3 separate regions of the Mus musculus genome follow, and regions 2 and 3 are each linked to region 1. The links are chromatin contacts, called in public HiChIP or PLAC-seq and promoter capture Hi-C maps. All regions are on one chromosome and are shown on one strand. The core of a region is the stretch at or near the end of the contact, and the rest is flanking DNA. Distances in the headings are between cores, read along the strand shown.

Region 1 (3,422 bases), core at 339-2,838:
ATCAAGCTTATCACTTTAACTTTAATCACATAGATATTGTTCATTCTCTCTCAGGATAATTCACAAATAAACTTGTTTTAAGCCTTTTTACAAAGTAAGGTCTACATAATAATTTTGAATCTGAATAATAATACTAAAATTTTTCAGAGTCCAGTTTTTACATTTATACATGCAAGTGATTTTTCTCTTGGTAAAAATATTTCTACTTAATTTTTCCAAGAAAATCTTTATTCTGATTGATATCAATCATTTCATGGGGAGTTGTTAATTTTGTTTCACTGGCTTAAAAGTAAGCATAGTAACAAGTAGCTGGTGTCCCTGTGGTCTCCTTGGAGGCCGGGGCTTCTGTGATGGCTGCGGCCACCTCGTCACTGTTTACAAGTTTTGTTGGGGTTGTTTTGTTTTGTTTTCTGATGTTTAGAAATAACAAGGGAGCTTCCCCTACTCTCATTTGGTTAGAAAGGTCATGAGAGATTTATTTTTCTCACCCTCCCCATTTAGGTGTGAAGTTCATCAACATGAGTGGCCTTGGGGACAGTTCATCAGACCCTGCAAACCCAGACTCTCATAAGAGAAAAGGATCGCCATGTGACACGCTGGCATCAAGGTAGGAATGCGCTCTGTCTCTGGCAGAGCTTTTTTGGTCATTTCTTCAACACTTTGGACTTTGTTTCATCCACTCCATATTGAGTGGCCACCTGTCTCCTCCTGCTCATTCAGTACAGTCTGCCCCACCCCCACCCAGGTCTTTGAATGTGTTTCTCCTTTCTTCCAACTTGTATCCTCTTTATTTCCAGTACTAATCTGTAGCTGTTACTGCAGATGCTGTAGTAAGCCATTACTTCCTTAAAGAAAGGCTTCTCTTCCTCCCACAACTAGTAGCTCAAATCTTTCTTTTTATTTATCTGTTCTGTACATCATTGTGGCTTTGATTCATAGTTATTGGCTGTTGCTAGAGTATATGCTCATTGCATAAATTCTTAGCTTCTTCGTTAGGCTGTATGCTGCTCTAAAGTAAGGGACCTATCTGCTCTTGCTCAGCAACACTGTATCCCTAGTTCACAGTGCAATATGTATCTTTTAACTAGTAAGGACAATAAATCCTGGATAAAAATTTCTATTGAACATCTTTAAATGCCATCTTAGGAACTAAGAAGTACATTGTTATAATATTTATATTAAAATAATTATTTGTGCCATTAACTACTTACAGTGTTTATTAAGCAGAGGAAAAGAAATTTAGTGCTAAGGGAACCCTAACAAGTGCCAGATGAAGGAGAACCTCAGAGCAAAAGCGTTTTCTCAGCTAACAAGAGGAAAGTCCAGATTTTATTCCATTTGGCTTCTAGGAGCTACATCAAATTTCTTCAGTTTCTGCACTATTAACATTTTAAATCAGAAAATTATTTGCTGTGGAGACTGTCATGTATTCTGTAGGATGCTTCCTCATGTTACTGCTTGTACACTGAAATGCCAGTAGTATCCTAGTTGTAGGAAGAAAATGGTCTGTAAACATTCCCAGATGTTCTCCAGGGGCAAGGAGAGCAGAACACTGCAGCTGATGCTGACACTGGTCTCAGAGAGCTGCAGCAGCAGCAGCCTCACTGCAGCTAGGAATGCCTGCTTCTCTCTCAGGGAGGGAGACAAGAGGGTTTAAAAGACCGCTCCGGCTAGAGACTGGAAAAAGGGAAGTGACCATTCCTCATAGGACAATCACCTAAGTGCTTAAGCACATGTGTCCAGATGCTAGGATAAAGGTACATGCCAAGATGTAAACCAGATGTGTGTTATCCAAGGACATTGTTCATTTCTGTATATAAATTCAGTCTTTCCTAAAGGAAAACGTAAGGATAAATAAAATATTCGCTTTTATGTTTAATTTCTCATTTGAGGAAAACTTGAATATATAAGAACAAATACTAAAAAGCTATATATAATAGCCATATAAATTTGATATATTGCAATATTAATATTTTATCATAATTGCATTTTTCCATTTTTGTCATTTCTTTGTTTTGTTTTAGACAGGGTTTCATTCTGTAGTTCATTCTAGCCTTGAACGTGGGCCAGTCCTCCTGCATCAACTTGAGGGGAGCTGGGATTCTAGGCATACACCATCATGTCCATATTGTACTTTCAAATTGATAGTTATTAATGGATATGAATGCTAACAGCTGTGGGCATCAATAAACTATCTACCTATTGTGCTGGACAATCTTCTTTCTTGTGTGGCTTATCTGTAAATTGCCTTTGTTTTGTTCTCTGTGTGTCTGTGCATCTGTACATGGTAGCATCATTACAGATACCAAAATTTTTATGTATTCCTTTTTCCTCTTTTGATGTTTTGAGATAATTATCTTGATGTTTGCTTGAAAGATATTTGAAAGCACTGAATCCTTCAGGTTTATATGTATGGGCTTCAGTTTTAATAAAGCAATATCTTTGATATGGAAAATCAGAAATTTATTACTTTGAAACTGTGTATTAATGCCACCTTGCAATGCTTCCTCTGGTCTTATTATTATATGCTCTCTCCCCAAACAGACTATGAGCTCATTAATCATAAAGAGCATCTGTTAGGCCTCACAAGGTATTGCCAGCCCTGTGGCAGAGCCAAGTATTACTGTCTGCAGAGCCCGAGGCAGAATGACTTCTCAGTTAAACAGTTTCTTGTGGTGAGGTAGCTTCTATCTCTTCAATGAAGGTTAAGGTGTTAGTTTTAAATGGTGGTTAACTATGCTTTATCTTTCTTAAGCATTCCCAGCTTAACTCAACAAGTGCTTATTAAATGCTAACTGTTCAGCCAACACCATCTGTGTGCTGTTATAAGGATGGATATAAATGAAGTGAGAGACAGGTTTTCTATCTTTGAGGAGCTTACAGATCTGGCCACGCCACTAATTCTTCTTAAGTCCGCCTGGTTCCCCATTTTCTTAAAAATAAAGCATTGTAATTAAAGCCATACTATATGGCATTGATTGAGCTAATAGGGCATGCCAAGAACTTAGCAATGCATCTCTAGCTTTCTTAATATCACAAACACTAGGAGGTAATTAATGTCATCATCGCAGTGGTGCAGATGAAGAGATGAAGCAGAGAGGTTAAACTCTAGCTCACTTGTCTGGGGTTTGATAGCTCGTTAGCGCCTGGAAGTTTCAGCCTGCGCTCCTGAGCAATGTACCAGGGCAGTCTGAAGCCACTGTGATCCTGCCCCCACTTCCTTACCCATATTCTCTGTGGTTCTGCCATACTCACCTGTTATGTATCAGTTTTGAACTTCATATTTCCACTCTTACTTTATACAGTTGATAAAGCCAAGTTTCTTTCCACTTCTAACTTAGTGCCATTCTTTCTCTGGGATTAGAGCCATTTCTGTGTGTTTCTGTAGAGTTTTATTCTTGTCATAAACTATTACAATGGTC
Region 2 (3,422 bases), core at 586-3,085, 160 kb before region 1:
AATCAAAACAGATGGCAGAATATCTCAGCCTGAGGGAAGGGGAAAAGTGTCTCAGAATCCATCTGATCTGGGATCCCTTGTCCTGGCTTCCTGGGTCCCTGGGTACTCCTGTCTCCTGGCTGACTGATATGCAGGCTGGGTATCAAGATAGGAAAAATGTGTGGTGTGTAAAAATCTCTGTGTGTGTGTGTGTGTACATGTATTATCAGATAATGTGTACATGCCAGACTCTTAAGAATTAATGTTGTTGAAATGCCTTTTAAATTAAAATTACTGTAAATATTGTTTTGTTATGCATAGTATCTTTACTTTCAAATTGACTTTAAGAAAAATAACCAGGCACTGGAGAGATGGCTCAGCAGTTAAGAGCACTGTCTGTTGTTACAAGAGACCCCCAGTTCAACCCCCAGCACTCCTGTGGTGGTTGACAACCATCTGTAACTTCAGTTCCAGGGAATTTGACACCCTCTTCTGGCTCCCATGGGCACTGCACGGATGTGATGCAGAGACACATGCAGGCAAAACACCCACACTCATAAAAATAATATTTAAAAATGCCTTTAAGATTTGAAAGGAAAACGTAACCAGTAGAAAGTTTTATTATTGTCTTATCATTGTCCACTCTGGGGGATGGAGAAGGGAACTCTTATGTTTTTCTACTCTATATTCTCTTCTATGTCAGCCGCTTGTCATTCAGTCCTTAGCATAGGGTAAGTGTGTAAAGAAGGGATCGTTATTCATTGTTACAGAGGAAGATGAGGCCCACAGAGGTCTCACACGATGCCCTAGTGGTGTGCATGTGGCAGAGCCATGACTGAACTCTGGCTTGCTTAGCATCTTTCTGGAAATTCCTGAGGACTTCTAGCTCTAGCTCTGCCACTGCAAAACAGAGAAGACCTGGATGGATTATTCTGCCTCCTTTGACCTCAGTTTCTCCTCTATGTTGTGGGGGGGGGGATGGGGGGGGATGGGGGGGATGGGGGGATGGGGGGATGGGGGGATGGGGGGGATGGGGGGGGATGGGGGGGATGGGGGGGATGGGGGGGGACCAGGGTTTTCTCAACTTGTCTTCCTTCCATCACGTGGGCATGTGTGGTGTGGGAAGTGAATTTAAGTAATGATAAGCTCTATGCAGGGGTAACATTCCACGCTTCTTGTTCAAGGCCTCTGTGCCCTAGTCTTGCCAGGCTCTCTGTATTCTTTTGAATGACCATATAGTATGCTGAAGACAAAACTAGTTGGTTTAAAAGAAAAAAAAAGTCCATGAAGTATAAAATGCAGGGAAAAGTTAGAGCATTGAGATGCCAGAGTGATTACATTTATGTAACAAAGTCTTAATGTGCGCCTACTAAGTGCTATGCACTGTACCAATTGGTGGGGCTCTTAAACAAATCAGGGCCTAACTATTCCAGAAGGCATTGGAAATGTATAGTCAAGCAAGGAATTCTATCTGGAAGTGACATTTGAAATGAGGTTTTAGCTGACATTCTCCATGAAAGCCCACTTCCTAATTTTATATCTTATTTCTGCTTCAAAGAAGTTAGGGCATTATATATTGCTCTTAACCTGCTCTGACAAATATATCTGAGGCATCTGTCCCCATTGTCAAGTCTCCTCTCTGAAGACTATTCTTTCCTTACTGCCTCTCAGCTTCCTGAAGATTTCTGAGGTTCAGATATGAACCCCAAAGTAGATAGCTCAGAGGAGGAAAAAAAACTGCTTGGATTTAAATCTTTTATCATTCTGCCTTTTGTGGGCTGCTCTACTTTATGGAAATGTGCTGTTGGCTGATAACCCAACTGTCTGCCTGCAGATGGTGGTGCTACTGTGAGTGGGAAGATAAAGCGGCAGGGCAAGAGAGGCAGCTGCAAAGCAAGAAAGAAGCAGAAAGAGCGACTGCAGGGAGCCCAGCTCCCACGTTTGTCCCCTTATCTTAAGGATGATCTTGAATTCTTCCAACCTGTCTCAGCAAAAAAGGGAATCTCCCGCCACCCCCCAAAAGCTGAACCTTTAGATGTATATGCCTTAACACACTAACACACACACACACACACACACACACACACACATACACACACACCACAACACATTTTCTCACTCTTAAAATACTGGTTTAATTGGCTCACTAATCTGCCTTCCACACTTCTGGGCAAAACTAAATTCTACTAACTTGGAAATCTGTTACCCAGGGTCCTTGGGTGAGGGGTTTGGGAGGATGAAGGCTGAAACAGAATTGAAGAGACACATTCCGAATAGGTGATAAGGCCAGGTATTTATAAAGCTGGTAAAACAAGGACAGAACCATAATCAAACAGGGCTATGAAACCCTGCACAAACCCAGAAGGAGTTGGGGGCAGGGAAGAAGGTGGTGGTCGGAAGGAAGGAGAGACAAAGATGGTTTTGTAGTTTCATGGAGATCCTGAATTTGCTCCTAGGTAAGGACAAAGGAACTTAAGAAAGATTTGTTATGGCAGTGGGAAGAAGTATTTGGACTTGATGTTGGGGTCAAGGAAGAAGAGGGATCCTGAATGCCAACATATACAGTAGATGAGCCAGTCAGGAAAAGTCCAGGGTCAAGGGGACCTAAAGAATTTCATTTTGTCTTTGTTAGATTTGAGTTGTGTTTGATTACAGAGGTCTGGAACTCAGAGGACAGGTTTGAGTAGAGGAATGAATTTGGATGGAAGCTGTCCAAACGCCTATGGGATATGTGTGTACATATATGTGTATATATATATATATATATATATATATGTGTGTGCATGTGTATATATGTGTATGTTAGTGTATGTGTGTGAATGTGTGTATGTGTGTCTATGTGTGTTGTGTGTCTATATGTATATAAATCTGTGTATGTGTATGTGTATATATGTGTGTGTACATGTGTGTATATATATATGTGTGTGTGTGTGCATTTGCTTGTGTGTATATGAGTGTGCATATATTTGTGCTTATGTGTGTGTATGCATGCATGCTCATGCGCACACGCGTGTCTGTGTGTGTGTGTGTGTGTGTATGACTGCAGGTGCTCCTGGAGGGCAGAGGTGTCAGATACTTCTGGAACTGGAATTCCAAGTGGTTGTGAGCTGCTCAGAGTGGGTGGTGGCAACTGAACTTGGGTCCTCAGCAAAAATAGTCCAGAATTTTAACCACTGAGACATCCCTCCAGCCTCACACACTATGGGGATGGATATGATCACCTAAGAAGAGAGTACAAAAGCACTTGGTCTTCATTTTAAAAGAAGATAAAGTGGAAGGAGTCAGGGAGTGGCCAAATAACTTGTCATATATATTCATTTACATCAGTGAATTATGGCACTAAAACTTAAACCAAAGCCCATAGCAGGCGGAGAGAGAAGTTTGTTTGTTTGTTTTTTTTTTTTGGCCTGTTTGTTTGTTTGGTTGGTTTTGAGACAAGATTA
Region 3 (3,422 bases), core at 247-2,746, 130 kb before region 1:
CTTGGCTCATTTGTAAGCACCAGAGGGCCGGACAATGCACTTTGCACAGGGTAGATGGTATTAGACCAGGAAACAGACTCCACAGGAGTAAACTAAGTAGAGATAGAGACCTTCAAGCACTTCAGCTATTAATAAGGCTGTGGATTGTGCAGGTGGTACTGTAAAGAAGGTGAGGACAGGAGCTAATCAAATGCACTAGGGTACTGACTTTGATAAGAATCAACGGAATGAACACAGGGATGGAAGGATGACTGCATAAAGGAAGGCTGAGTATGGTCTGCTGGCTGCTTTATAACTATGACCAAGACAGGAAGATGAAGGCAGCACAGGGCACTCAGCAGTAGTAGGGTGAAGGTACCTGCTTTGTGAAAGAAGTCACAGGCTGTCTCAGAGAGGGCCAGCGAGATGTCAGGTTTGACTTAGGGAAGGGACATGGAGGACTTAAGGATTTTCACAGGCTGCTTTGGGGCATCCAATGCAGGATGGGAAACAGCAGAAAACAGCATCACAAGTCAGCTAAATGAGGACAAGAACTCAGGGAAACAAAGATGACCGCACAGCACTTCCACGGCCAGAGAGAACAGTGAGTGGTACATTGCAGGTCTTGGGATAAGAGCTGCTTTCCAGATAAAGTGATCAAGGCTCAAGGAGCTGTCCTGTGGCTGCTTGATTCCTCCGGTGACAAGGAACACTACTTTTGAAAGTAGCATTTCCATTATAGAAGAAAAAAAAGGAGGTTAAAAAAAAAAAAGATGTGGGTCCCCCCTAGAGGGAAAAGATCTGTGAATGACAGACATTTTAGTCAATTCATGCAATTGTAGAGCCAGACACTGTCAGTCAGATCTTTTCATCTGCAAAAAGAAAGGGGGCAGATGATCTTTCTTTTCCGTTGTCTAATAGTCTGTGAAATCATCTAGGCAAACCACCTCTCAAATCTTACAGAACACAACACCAACAACAAAAACGAGGCCCGAGGGATGTCTCTTACTCAAAGTAAAACAACTCGCGAGTGGAAACAGGCCCAGGTCAGATTCCTCTGGGATCCCCAGGGCCTTCAGGTTGCTCCCCAACTTTCCCTAAACTATAAAGAACATCTAGAGGCCATAGGTCCCACAGCCCGCTCAGGGACGCTAAGGGACACTCTGGGGTTCGAGGCTTCCTGGCAGCAGAGAGAACTGCCCCGTGGGGAGGGTCCGTGCGGAAAGAGTTCGGGCCTCCTTTCTCACACTTCCTTAAGACTTCGGGCCCCGGCGTGCCTGCGGCCGGCAGAGGGCGCGGGGCGGCTTCACGCTGCGCGGGGCTGGAGGGGTCGCGCTGCCCGGGGCGCGCCGTCGGAGCCAGAGGGCAGCGGGGCTCTGGGCCTGTCCGCGGAGGGGGCAGGGGTGAGGGCGGAGCCGCGAGTGGGTGGGGCGGGGCTCGAGGGCGGGGCGCTGCGGGCGGGGCACGGGGGCGGGGCCGCGAGCGGGGGGGCGGCGGCGGCGGTGGCAGCGGCGGCAGCGGCGGCGGCGGCGGCGGCGGCAGCCGTGGAGGAGGAGAACATGGCGGCCGCGGAGAGCGGCTGAAATGCCTGTTCTTCAGGCCGGGCGAGCGGGAGACTGACGCGATTCACCTCGTCCTGTCGTCCGTCGGTCGGAGCGCGGCCTCAAGCCCTTCGGCTGCAGTTCGCTGCTGTTCCCTCAAGCACAGCTTGTGCCGGGGTGGTTCTGCATCCCCCTGAAGTGGGGGGACTCCTGCTCCGGAGGAGGGGGGCCGGAGAGCCGAGGCGGCGGCGGCGGCGGCGGGCCGCCTGGGCCCCGGGGACGGGCGCCGGGCCGGAGGAGCGGCGGAGTCCGCGGCGGCGCCGCCACAGTCGCGAGTGAGCGCGGCGCCGGGGAGCGCGGCCCAGAGGCGGCGGCGGCGGAGGCAGGTGAGTGGCGGCGGCGGTGGCGGCGGTGGCGGCGGTGGCGGCGGGAGCCTCGCGGTGGGTGCAGCTGTCACGAGCCGCGCGGCCGCGGCGGCCCTAGGGGGCGGGGAGCAGCCGGCGCCCTCCGTCCTGGCTTTGCTTGCTCTGGGACCCATCTCCCGCTGCCACTTTTCTCGAGTTCCCTCGCTAGCCTGGCGCGGCTGCAGGGGGCGGAGGTCGCAGCTGTCACGGCACCAGCTGGGGGCTGCTCGGGGCGAGCGGCGCGCTGCAGAGCGCCGTCCCTGCGGCGCACTCCAGTTGCCCTAGTTAGTGGAGTGCGAGCATCCGCGGAGGGCGCGCGGCCCGGGGCCGGGTGGGGAGCGGGCGCCCGGAGCCGCCGCCGAAAGGGGGAGCCGGAAGTAGGCGCGGGCGCCCCTCGGCCCCGACGAGCAAGCACGGTGACCTTGGCCAGCCTGTCAGCCTCTCTGAATCTTGTTCACTGGGACAGCGAAATGGGGGCGACCTAGGCATGCCTTTCTGTGGGTGCAGCTTTCGACGGCCCCTTTGCCTAGCCTGGCTGCACTTGCCTTTCTCCCTTTGGGACCAGGATTTCGGAGGTAGGAATGGGCGGATAAAGGAGATTTTCCTCTTGCGGCTGGAATTTGGTCCCTTTGGAAGGTTCTGCTGAAAGGACCTAGAAAGACAAGCAGCACACGTTGGTCCAACGATTGTAGGTAGGGCTGGTTAATGGTCAGTGATGGAACTTGAGCTCTCCATAGTCGCTTGGAAGAGACTCGGAGAAACTGGACACCGGGGTCCTCGGTCCTTACCACACCTCTGCGGTGGCTCGTTTAATTTTATTTGTATATACATTAAAACAAAACAAAACAAAACAAAAAGCAGTCACTCCCATGGGCCAGACACCCTGTAGTGTGACGTTGTTAGAGGAAGACGGAGGGATTGACTGTGTGTGACAAGGACAAGCCCAGGTGCTGTGGCTGAAGAGTTTGGTAGGGAGAGAAACTTTAAGCTGGGGAGTACGTTAGCCTTTCTGGCTCCTCTATCCTTATAGAGACACTGAAGAGGCGAGGCAGGTGTCCTTGTGGAGAAGGTGACTTCTCTTTTTTCTCTTTCCAAACAGTTAAGTTTTTAAATGTGAAGTGTGATGTTGGCGAGTAAAGAGTTCGTAGGTGAATCGCTGTCCCAGCACCCGATGATTGACAAGAGAAATGATGGTGATGATTTGTGAAGCATAATGCTTTTACTTCATGAAGAAATCTTTTAAGTGTCTGCATGGCAGTCCTGCAGTGAAGCCCAGACTATGTAGTAAAGTCGTAGGGGTGGATTTCAAGGGTTAAATTTGTTTGAGGTTTGCTTCCTCGCATGGAATTGGTTGGAGGTTAGTCTTGAAGAAAAAAAAAAAAAAAAGAGTCGGCCAAAGGGGCCTCATCTAGCTTCACAGAAGCTGTGATGTAGCAGGAGTGGGGTCGGATTTCTTCATGTTGGGAATAAGGTGAAAAGAACGTATTTGCGTATTTGC

Evidence for each region. Promoter capture Hi-C pulls out the DNA fragments that hold promoters and counts their contacts. HiChIP or PLAC-seq counts read pairs in DNA pulled down with a chosen protein or histone mark.
Region 2: an H3K27ac HiChIP or PLAC-seq map of SST interneurons shows a contact between it and region 1, with 4 times the contacts expected there. The contact joins two enhancer-like sites. A contact is called at or near these places in 2 of 484 Hi-C or Micro-C datasets (bone marrow-derived macrophages and nephron progenitors), 1 of 115 datasets of contacts at active chromatin or transcription factors (SST interneurons) and 2 of 9 other capture datasets (adipose tissue and liver).
Region 3: a contact with region 1 is called in a promoter capture Hi-C map of second pharyngeal arch cranial neural crest, with 3 times the contacts expected there. The contact joins the promoter of Ncoa1 here to the enhancer-like site in region 1. A contact is called at or near these places in 9 of 39 promoter capture datasets (the 3T3-L1 cell line, 3T3-L1-derived adipocytes, frontonasal cranial neural crest and 5 more), 9 of 484 Hi-C or Micro-C datasets (B cells, bone marrow-derived macrophages, conventional dendritic cells and 3 more), 1 of 115 datasets of contacts at active chromatin or transcription factors (fibro-adipogenic progenitors) and 3 of 9 other capture datasets (adipose tissue, liver and pancreatic islet).

What each region holds. Positions count from the first base shown.
Region 1 is chr12:4,341,582-4,345,003 of GRCm38.p6, reverse strand. Ncoa1 (nuclear receptor coactivator 1) reads left to right here. Exons shown (of 23, transcript NM_010881.2): 4 at 502-607. The coding sequence starts at 519. Among named protein-coding and RNA genes, the nearest start is that of Ptrhd1, 110 kb to the right of the region's middle. Within about 2 kb of position 1,588, at least 9 of the 459 cell types and tissues checked have an H3K27ac peak or open chromatin away from gene starts, as enhancers often do. A contact at or near this core is called in SST interneurons and second pharyngeal arch cranial neural crest, where this site is marked.
Region 2 is chr12:4,500,459-4,503,880 of GRCm38.p6, reverse strand. No RefSeq gene overlaps it. Among named protein-coding and RNA genes, the nearest start is that of Gm31938, 22 kb to the left of the region's middle. Within about 2 kb of position 1,835, at least 17 of the 459 cell types and tissues checked have an H3K27ac peak or open chromatin away from gene starts, as enhancers often do. A contact at or near this core is called in SST interneurons, where this site is marked.
Region 3 is chr12:4,475,256-4,478,677 of GRCm38.p6, reverse strand. It overlaps Ncoa1 (nuclear receptor coactivator 1), which reads left to right and starts at 1,496. Exons shown (of 23, transcript NM_010881.2): 1 at 1,496-1,906.